Regions from separate parts of the Mus musculus genome. Here all the other regions are linked to region 3. Evidence: chromatin contacts called from public Micro-C and promoter capture Hi-C data. All regions are on one chromosome and are shown on one strand. The core of a region is the stretch at or near the end of the contact, and the rest is flanking DNA. Distances in the headings are between cores, read along the strand shown. Region 1 holds the start of Six3os1 (SIX homeobox 3, opposite strand 1). Region 2 holds the start of Msh6 (mutS homolog 6). Region 3 holds the start of Epas1 (endothelial PAS domain protein 1).

The links. Promoter capture Hi-C pulls out the DNA fragments that hold promoters and counts their contacts. A called contact is a pair of places that touch in the nucleus more often than the background predicts.
Region 1: a promoter capture Hi-C map of embryonic stem cells shows a contact between it and region 3, with 5 times the contacts expected there. The contact joins the promoter of Six3os1 here to the promoter of Epas1 in region 3. A contact is called at or near these places in 3 of 39 promoter capture datasets (cranial neural crest and embryonic stem cells), 4 of 484 Hi-C or Micro-C datasets (all in embryonic stem cells), 2 of 115 datasets of contacts at active chromatin or transcription factors (both in embryonic stem cells) and 1 of 9 other capture datasets (embryonic stem cells).
Region 2: a Micro-C map of embryonic stem cells shows a contact between it and region 3, with 6 times the contacts expected there. The contact joins the promoter of Msh6 here to the promoter of Epas1 in region 3.

Annotation. Positions count from the first base shown.
Region 1 is chr17:85,617,012-85,619,711 of GRCm38.p6, reverse strand. It overlaps Six3os1 (SIX homeobox 3, opposite strand 1), which reads left to right and starts at 1,316. Exons shown (of 4, transcript NR_038085.1): 1 at 1,316-1,655. It also overlaps a transcript of Six3 not described here.
Region 2 is chr17:87,973,605-87,976,304 of GRCm38.p6, reverse strand. Msh6 (mutS homolog 6) reads right to left here and starts at 1,255. Exons shown (of 10, transcript NM_010830.2): 1 at 900-1,255. The coding sequence starts at 1,156.
Region 3 is chr17:86,752,516-86,755,215 of GRCm38.p6, reverse strand. It overlaps Epas1 (endothelial PAS domain protein 1), which reads right to left and starts at 1,352. Exons shown (of 16, transcript NM_010137.3): 1 at 908-1,352. The coding sequence starts at 933.

The DNA of each region.
Region 1 (2,700 bases), core at 67-2,566, 1.1 Mb after region 3:
ACTCCCCTTGTCCAAAGAACTCAGAGTGTCTTTCCTGCCTGCGGCTACCACAGCCTCTGGGCCAGGCCCGGGCATTTATTTATTCTTAGGTATGTTGCTTGTGAGAAGTTGTAATCTGCATCTTGAGGCCGGCCTCCCTTTGTGAGGCTTCTGTAACTATGGAAGTGTGATTTACGCAGATTTGTCCGGGTCAGAGACATCTTTCCCTACGCACTGTGTATATTTAGACAGGATTCGGACTGGTGTTAAAAAGTGTATATGTTGAATGGATTCACACACAGTAGCTAACAATGCCCACATTGTCGGCCCATGTACAACGCGTATTGAAACGCAGCGCCCAGACTTCAACTAATCTGCCCTCAATAAAGCTGAAATAATTATCCTAAGCTGCCTTTCCAGAAGAAAAATCATTGAGGAATTCAAAACTTTTTTTAAAAAGATCTTTTCTACATTCCGATGCAGATCTGGGGGCGCGGCGCCGGGTACACACCACTCAGGAGAGCTCAATGAGGGAGAAGTGGAAAAAAAGAAGTTGTGGGAGAATTTAAACGTGAACCCAACTGGAGGCTGGAGCCAAAATGGTCGCAGGCCCTAAATCTCAAGCTCGGATCTTTCTTAGGCCTTGATCCGACAGTGCCAGGTTTTAAAGGGCCGAGGAGTGCAAACTCGGTTTGAGGGTGACACCGAATGTTTGGGTTAGGCTAGGGGACTATACTGGCTCTTTAGCAGGGGGCAGCTCAGGGGCCTAAACTCGCTGACCAGGGCAGAATAATGTTCACCCTAAAAGGTAGATCCGTCGAGCCCCACTTTTGGCGGTCTCTCTCTCTCTCCAAACATCTTCATCTGCACCAGGAGTGCTTTTCCGCTCAACTGCAAGGCTCTGGGCGGTCGCTCTTTGCGGGCCCAGAAAGAGCCCAAAGGTTGGGACACAAAAACAGACACTTCATCTTTTCTTCCGGACCCCTTTCTCTTGTAGGGGGAAGGATTATAGACTGAAAGGTGGGAGGGAGAAGGGGCAGGAGGAGGAAGCAGGGGGAGGAAGGAATGAAAAGGGGGAGGGGAGTGGGTATTGTGCCGCGTGTGGAGGGGGAGAATTCCTACGGGTGGGTTTCCGAATATTGTGTTCAACTTTTTGAAAGCAGCTCGTGACCCCGAAACTGCATCCCCCGGAGCCGGGGACCCAGGCGCCAGGCGGGCGGGTGAACCCGGCCAGTCCCTCCCAATCCCCGCAACCCCCCGCCTCCGAGTGGGGGGGATCCAGGCCTGGAGGGAGGCTGGGCAGGTGCCGAGGGCTGTGCCGACAGCGCTGAAATCGAAAACCCTCGCCACTCATGAAGAACTGAGGCAAAAGGATCACAGATGCTGCTCGGGGCCAGCCCTATACTCCCTCCAGTGCCTGGTCTCCGGTGGACCCGCGGGGCTCTGCAGTTCTCTGGCGGCCGCGCCTTGTAAGCGCTAAGCCGGGAGGAGGGCGCAGGCAGGGCGCACAGCTCTGAGCGCGACCCTACCCGGCTCGGGCCCGCAGCAACCCCGACTGTCCGAGAGCCTCTCCCCAAGCAAGGCTCTGCGCCGCCCTCTGAGCCCACCTCCTGGCCACAACGCTGCCTGCGCTTCTCCAGCCCAGGCCGGAAGCCCTATGCTGCCTCCCGAAGCCGGTAAGTTGAGAGTCCTGAAAGCTGAGCAGGGAGGCGGGGCGGGTGGTTCCTGATGCGTTTTGTAGGACTGGATCCCGCCGAGGCTCCGCAGGGTCTTGATCTAAAAGGTTTGGGTGTGTGCATTTTTGGAGAGGGTGTCTGTGAACCTCTGGAGTCTCCCCAAAATCCCATTCGCTGAGCATTGGTGAGAGGAGCTGGTGCAAAGGACCCAGGCTGCTTTGCTCCCTGATCTGGGGTGGGTAAAGCGAGGGCTCGGAATGGAGCCCAGGGCACTTCCAGAGTGGGTGGGATGCTGAGCACCGCCTGCACTCCGATACTCTCAGAGCCACAAAACCCTAGGGGATTGGCTTGTAGGGCCTCTAGATCTCTTCTCTCTCTCTCTCTCTCTCTCTCTCTCTCTCTCTCTCTCTCTCTCCTCTCAGACTCAAGGACTGGGGACTTGGTGGATCTATGGCATTGGTACCCACAGAGGTCACCTGCACAGATAAATCTGTCGCCACCCTTCAACCCTGGCCTACCGGATCTGCGGGGAGAAATGCAGCATTTGAATTGGGGAGTGTTCAGTCCTGCTCTGCGGGGCATTTATTTACAAATATCAGCTGCAACCCAGCCTTGATAACGTCTCATACAGTCAGAGGACTTTGCGGGAAGCACACTTCCTCCTTGTTTGGGGCTACAGGGAAAGCCCAGGAAAGCGAGTCCCAGAAGGCCTGGGACAGCTACACCCAGTTCACCCATGCTCAACCCGGAACAGCCGACCCAAACGGTCAGGAAGGTTTGTCCTGGGGGCAACGCCTCTTCCGGGCTCTAGGACATTGGAAGACAGAGAGATTGCTGGGTAGCGGGTGGTCTGGGCCTCCCCGCAAGCTGCAAACGAAGGAGCTTGGAGCAGACCGCCAGGGAGGGCGCAGGGGAGCGCAGTACTCAGGCGGAGAGGCCCCGAAGCCCTTCAGGGACTCCGATTACTTTCCTTTGAACAACAACAACAACAACAACAAAAACAACAACAACAACTGCTCCCTCCCCCTTATATCCCCTCCCTTTT
Region 2 (2,700 bases), core at 6-2,505, 1.2 Mb before region 3:
CATGCACATGGGCACACATACATACACGGAGGCAAAATACACCTCTGTGTTTACCTGTGTCTGAACTGTGTCCTTTATAGCCAAAGGGAAGGAAAGAAATTAGAGATCCAAAATCATTTTCTCTGCCCCAGGAGCATACGCCAGCTCTTCCTGGTGCCCAAGCTGAAACTCCAGAGTACTGGACTCCAGAAAGAACTCTTTACATTTTAAATAAGTCGCTGCACACTTCTTAATCCCAGCAGAGGCAGGTGGATGTCTGAGTTCCAGGACAGCCAGGGCTACACAGAGAAACTCTGTCTCGAAAAAAAATGAAAATAAATAGATAAAATAAATGTCTCTAGTCGTTCCTACAAACGACAGCCAAATTTACAAAGTGCGAGTACAACTCCAGGCAAGTTTCCCCCAGTAAACCTTCTTGCCCAGGGCTTGCCCAATACTCCGAAGACCCACTAACTGCGAAAAATCTCCCGCACTCTTCCCTCCTGTGAAAAGGTGGGTTAAAAAAAACTGTCGTCCCAAGCCGGAGCGCCGCTTTCACTATCTACAAACTTCCACCTGCAACCCGAGTTTCCTCCCACCGTAGGCTCGCCACCCGGAGGAGCTCCCTGCCCGATCCGATCCGCCCCGCCCCCTCAGGCCGCGGATCGCAGCAGGACACCCACCGTTCCCGCTCCGGCCACTTTGGGGGAGGGTGTCTCCGTCCCCGAGCCTCCCGAGCCTCCCCACCCCCACAGTGGGAGTGCGCTCGCTTGCTCGCAGCGTCCCCCGAGAGTCCCGGGCACCGGCCCCGCTTCTCCCGGGCCGGCAGGCCGCCCCTCCTCCCGCCGCCTGGCACGGAGCAGCCTCCCCCTCCTTCCGGGAGACCCGCGCGCCGCCGCAGCCCCGACCGAGCCGGCTACCTGGGAGGCACGGCCTGCGCGGAGGAGGAGGCCCTCCGCAGCCCTCCGTTGAGATCCTTTGCCTCCGGCGACGAGGCGGATACCGCCGCGGACCGGGACCCGGGTTCAGCCTCGCTCCAGGCCGCATCCCCGCCGCGGGAAGCGGAGGCTCCAGAGGCAGCGGCACCTTGGCGTGAGGCCTCGGCCGCGGCCTTCTTGGTGTCGCCGAGTGCCGGGGACTTGGGGAAGAAGCTGTACAAGGTGCTTTGTCGGGACATGATGAAGGCTGACGGGCAGACCGGGCCACGGCTCCGAGCGCCTACAAGGATCGCATCCACCGCGCGGCCGCCGCTGGCGGGAAAGTCGGGAGGAGGCGCGTCCTACCCGAGCATCCGTAGCCCAGCGGCCAATCCGAAGGCGTGTCGGCCTGCGCGGTGGGCGGGGCCCCGCCCGCGACGTGCCCTGGCGTAGATGGGCGGGGCGGGGCGGGCCCAGCCCCCAAGCTCGGGTTGGCGGGCCTTGAGACTGAGCCTTTGCAAAGCAGTGGAGCTCGCGGTGGCTACCCGGGCAAGTATGCACCAAGAAGACGGAAGTGGCTTGCGCGGTTGCTGGAACGGCGGGGTGCACCCTGCGAGAAGCCGCGTCGAGCTCGCTGCGGAAACACCTGGCCCTGCGGGCGGTCCTGCGGTTGGACTGAAAGGAGCTGAGAAATTGGTTGTTGCTGTCTGCCACGTACGGTGCGTTCGCAGAGCATTGTACAGAGCGGCACTTGTGAATGCCAAGTGCAAGAACAGCTATCCACAAAACCAGCTACCCACAAAACTTTCCTTGGCCCGTCACTGCCTCAACTAGTTTACGCCTTACTATATGAGATGGGCAGTTAAGGTCCAGTCTTATCTGAGCCCTTTAGCATAAGTGTGCAGAATTTTTTATATTTTAGAAACTGAGATTGCTAAGGTAATGTTGAGCGTCAACGCTTGGGCCCTAGCAACCCTAACGAGCTAAACTCCCACTCATCCTCAGTAGTCGAATAATAGAGAAAATAGCAAAAAAACAGATTTTTTTTTCAAAGGGCCACATTAGGAAGATAAAGTTCAGCCCCCCCCCCCCGGAAGTTCATCTTTGGGGGTACTGACGTGAAGTTTTGGTTTAAACCGGGCGACGGGAACCAGAATGGTCTTGTAAGAGGTGGTCTGACCCACCATAATCTCTGCTCCAGACTGTCCTACATGGGGATTCAACGAGCTTCAGATACTTGAGAAATCTCTTTCCAGAAACCAAGTTCTTCCTCTACACTAACTCGAAGCTTTGTCTTACCCCTTCCCACCAAAAAATTCCTGGAGAAATTCCAATTCTTTGGAGTCCATTATTTCAATTGCCTGATAGCCAAAGGGAGCCAAGTGTTTCTCCTCAGAATGTCTTCCTGCCAGGTTGATTACAGGGCGTTTTCGAAAATTGGAGCTCCTATTCAAATTCAAGAAATTGGAGCTGAGCGCGAAGGTGTGTGCCTTTAACCCCATTGTTCCAGGCAGAAGCAGGTGGATCTCTGAGGTCAAGGACAACCCTGGCTACAGTTACAAGACTTGCCAGGGTTTGTTACACGGAGAAACCCTGTCACAAAAAAAAAAAAAAAAAAAAAAAACCAAAACAAAAAAAACAACTAAATCAAGAAGGAGAGAGAGAGAAATTGGGAGACTTAATTCAGCTCTAAGTAAGAATGGACTTAGCTCTGGCTAGCAATACCTTCACTTTGGTAAAAGGGTAAAAAGATTTGCTTTGTTGGACAAAACCAGCTCAGCCTGTAAAGGTGCTTTGGAGTCCA
Region 3 (2,700 bases), core at 103-2,602:
TGCCAGGCGGCCAGCTATAAACTTTTGCAGGCGACGAGAATGTACCCAGGTCTGCGGCGGGGTCACAGTGTGTTCCCACCTCAGCTCCTAGAGCTGGGTGTCAAGTCACCAGATGCGGGGCGGATTGAAGGAGGCTCGAGGGCAGCGCGAGTTGCCCCGAGTTGCCTCTCACCCAGTGCCGAAAGGTTCGCGAGGACAAACCTTCGTGGCTGCCCTTCGTCTTAAGAATCAGACACTCGGAGCCGCCGGGTGTCACGGTCTTCTCTCTGCACACTAGAGCACCTGCCCCCGCAGGGCAATCCAGGTCACTCACTCCCCACTCTCTGCCGGAGTCTAGGTGTAGGGTAAGGTTAAGGGGGTTGAACAAACTTGGGTGCCGTCTGGAGCAGGACCCTTGACAGTGTTCCGGCTTCTCGGTCAGGGCGCACCCCAGAGTTGCGCTTTGCCCTCTGTTCCATGCTAGTTTGGGGCGCAAAGCCCGCATAGGAACGCTCTCGGAAAGACCTAGAGGGTCTTAGGAAAAGAAAGGCGTGTCTACTGCTCCAGCATGGAAACCCTAAGAGTCGAGGGCATCAGCCCAGAAACATTTCAAAACACTCGCTAGGGAAGCTTGGTGCTCCAGGGACGACAGACTTTGGAAGGCGCCGCGGAAGCACCCCTGACCTCCAGGGCCATCTCTCCGTGTCTCAAGGTCTCGGAACTATCCGCTTTGCAACTCTACTGCGACACCGCAGCTCCTTGTCCCTAAAGGCATCACCGACTCGCTTACTCAAAGCCCCTCAACAGCGGTCCTCCAGCCTCCGAGAACTCTCGCACCCCTCTCCCGACTGCCCCGGGTCGCGCCCGCCACGCGCAGTTCCGCCAATGCCTGGGACCAAGTCGGTCGCCAGCTTTGACTCCCGCTTACCTTTTTTTCTCCTTGTCAGCTGTCATTGTCGCCGTGGCCCTCCGAGACCCGGAGCACCTGGGTTCCTTAACCCCGTAGGGGCTGCAGCCGCTCTCTTTGCTGTGGCCCTCCGCAGCTCTCTGTCGCCCGGGCAGGTGTGAAAGGTCTTTAGTGCTCGCAGGTCCGAGAGTCCCGCTCAATCAGGTGGAAGTTTGCAGAGGGCTGGCTAGGTGCGGAGGAGGAGGAGGGAGGAGGGGGGTGACGGGGAGGAACCTGCAGGAGGAGGCGGGGCCGGGGAAAGGAGTGGGAGGAGGTTGTAAGACGCCAAAAGAGAGAGAGAGCAGCGACAAGGGACCTGGAGTTCCGTTTAGCCCCGAACAGGAGTCACTTTTCTGGGATCTGACAAATCAAAACCAACCAACCAAAAAAGAAAAAGAAAAAAAGAAAAAGAAAAAAAGAAAAAAAAATGGCTCGAAGAGAGCAAGTTGGAAAAAAATCCGGGGGCAAGCGAGTGCGGCCGCTGAGATGACCATACAGTCTCAGGACACTGCCGAGGATTGTACGGCCGCCTCAGGAGAGCTGGAGCGGAGCGCTGCGGACTCCGGAGCTGTACACCGGCCGCTCTCGAATGTCCGGCCTCCTCGGCTGTCAGCCCACTTTAAAAACTCGGACGGCCCGCCCGCGGGAGGGCGCGAGGGGCGCGGGAGTGGGACATCGGGCTGGGGGCGGGCCGGGGGCGGGGCTCCAGAGAAGCCCCGCCCCGCACGCTGGCTGCCTGCCCCGACTTCCCACCGTGTCCCGGCCAATAGGGAGGCGCGGCCACAGCCTCTGCCCTGACCCCGTCCCTCCCCTTTCTCTGGAGCTGCGCTCCTCGGGCGCCCGCCTGCCCTTCCTCCTCCTTCCGCAGAACTGCGACTTGTTTTTGAGGTCGCTGGTGGCGAGTAACTATATGGGACTCCAAATGGAAGCGCAGTTAGCGCAGGACTGAGTAATGGCGGGGATCTGCTACCCAAGTTCGGAGTATGCCTTTGCGCCAGTGTCCTTTCAGCCTCACTTTTCCCCTAAGAGCTAGGCTAGGGCAGGAGCGCTGGGTCGGAGATCGCGAGCGCAGCTAGGGCGTGCAGCGAGCGCCCAGCCAACCCCCCCCCCCCCCGCTTCCGGGTGCTGCTATAGTCCCCTAAACCATCCACTTGGCTCCCTTCGGCCGGCGGTAATGATCCCCAGGACCCTGTCGGCTCTTGTTCTTGTCTGCCTTGGAGGTGCGCTCTCTTTGGCCAAACTGACCTTGACTTCTGAGTCCCGAGTGGCAGAAAGTTGTGGGAGAAACTGGGACAAAAATGATCTAGGGTTGCTCCTGCCTGTGTCTTCCTCAACCGGTTTGTGGGTTTTGAGGTGCTCGTGGTAGACTGTTAGGTTTAAGTGTATGCCTGAGAGGAGAGCCTTGGAGCTCCCTCAGGCCTCTGCCCGCTCTCAATACCCCAGTATCACCGTGGGCTCCCCAGAGAGTTCCTGAGTGTGATGTTGGGATGTGTTGATAGCGTGTTCCCAAATCACTGGATGTGCTCTTCCGGGGTTCGAAGGATACAGCCAACTGCAGGACGTGGTGTTATGAAGTCTCCTCTTCCCTAGGCAGTCAGAGGGTTCTTTGGCCTTTCCACCTGTGAGATGCCCACTCCTGCTTTGATCTTAGACACTTTCCCATTTCCTACTTCTGCAGGAAAATCTCCAGAAGGAAGAAGGGCAGCCATGGATTTTTGAAGGCTAGGGAAAGAGCCAACGGGCTCCATAGTTGTGAATTGCGGAGAAAGCACGGT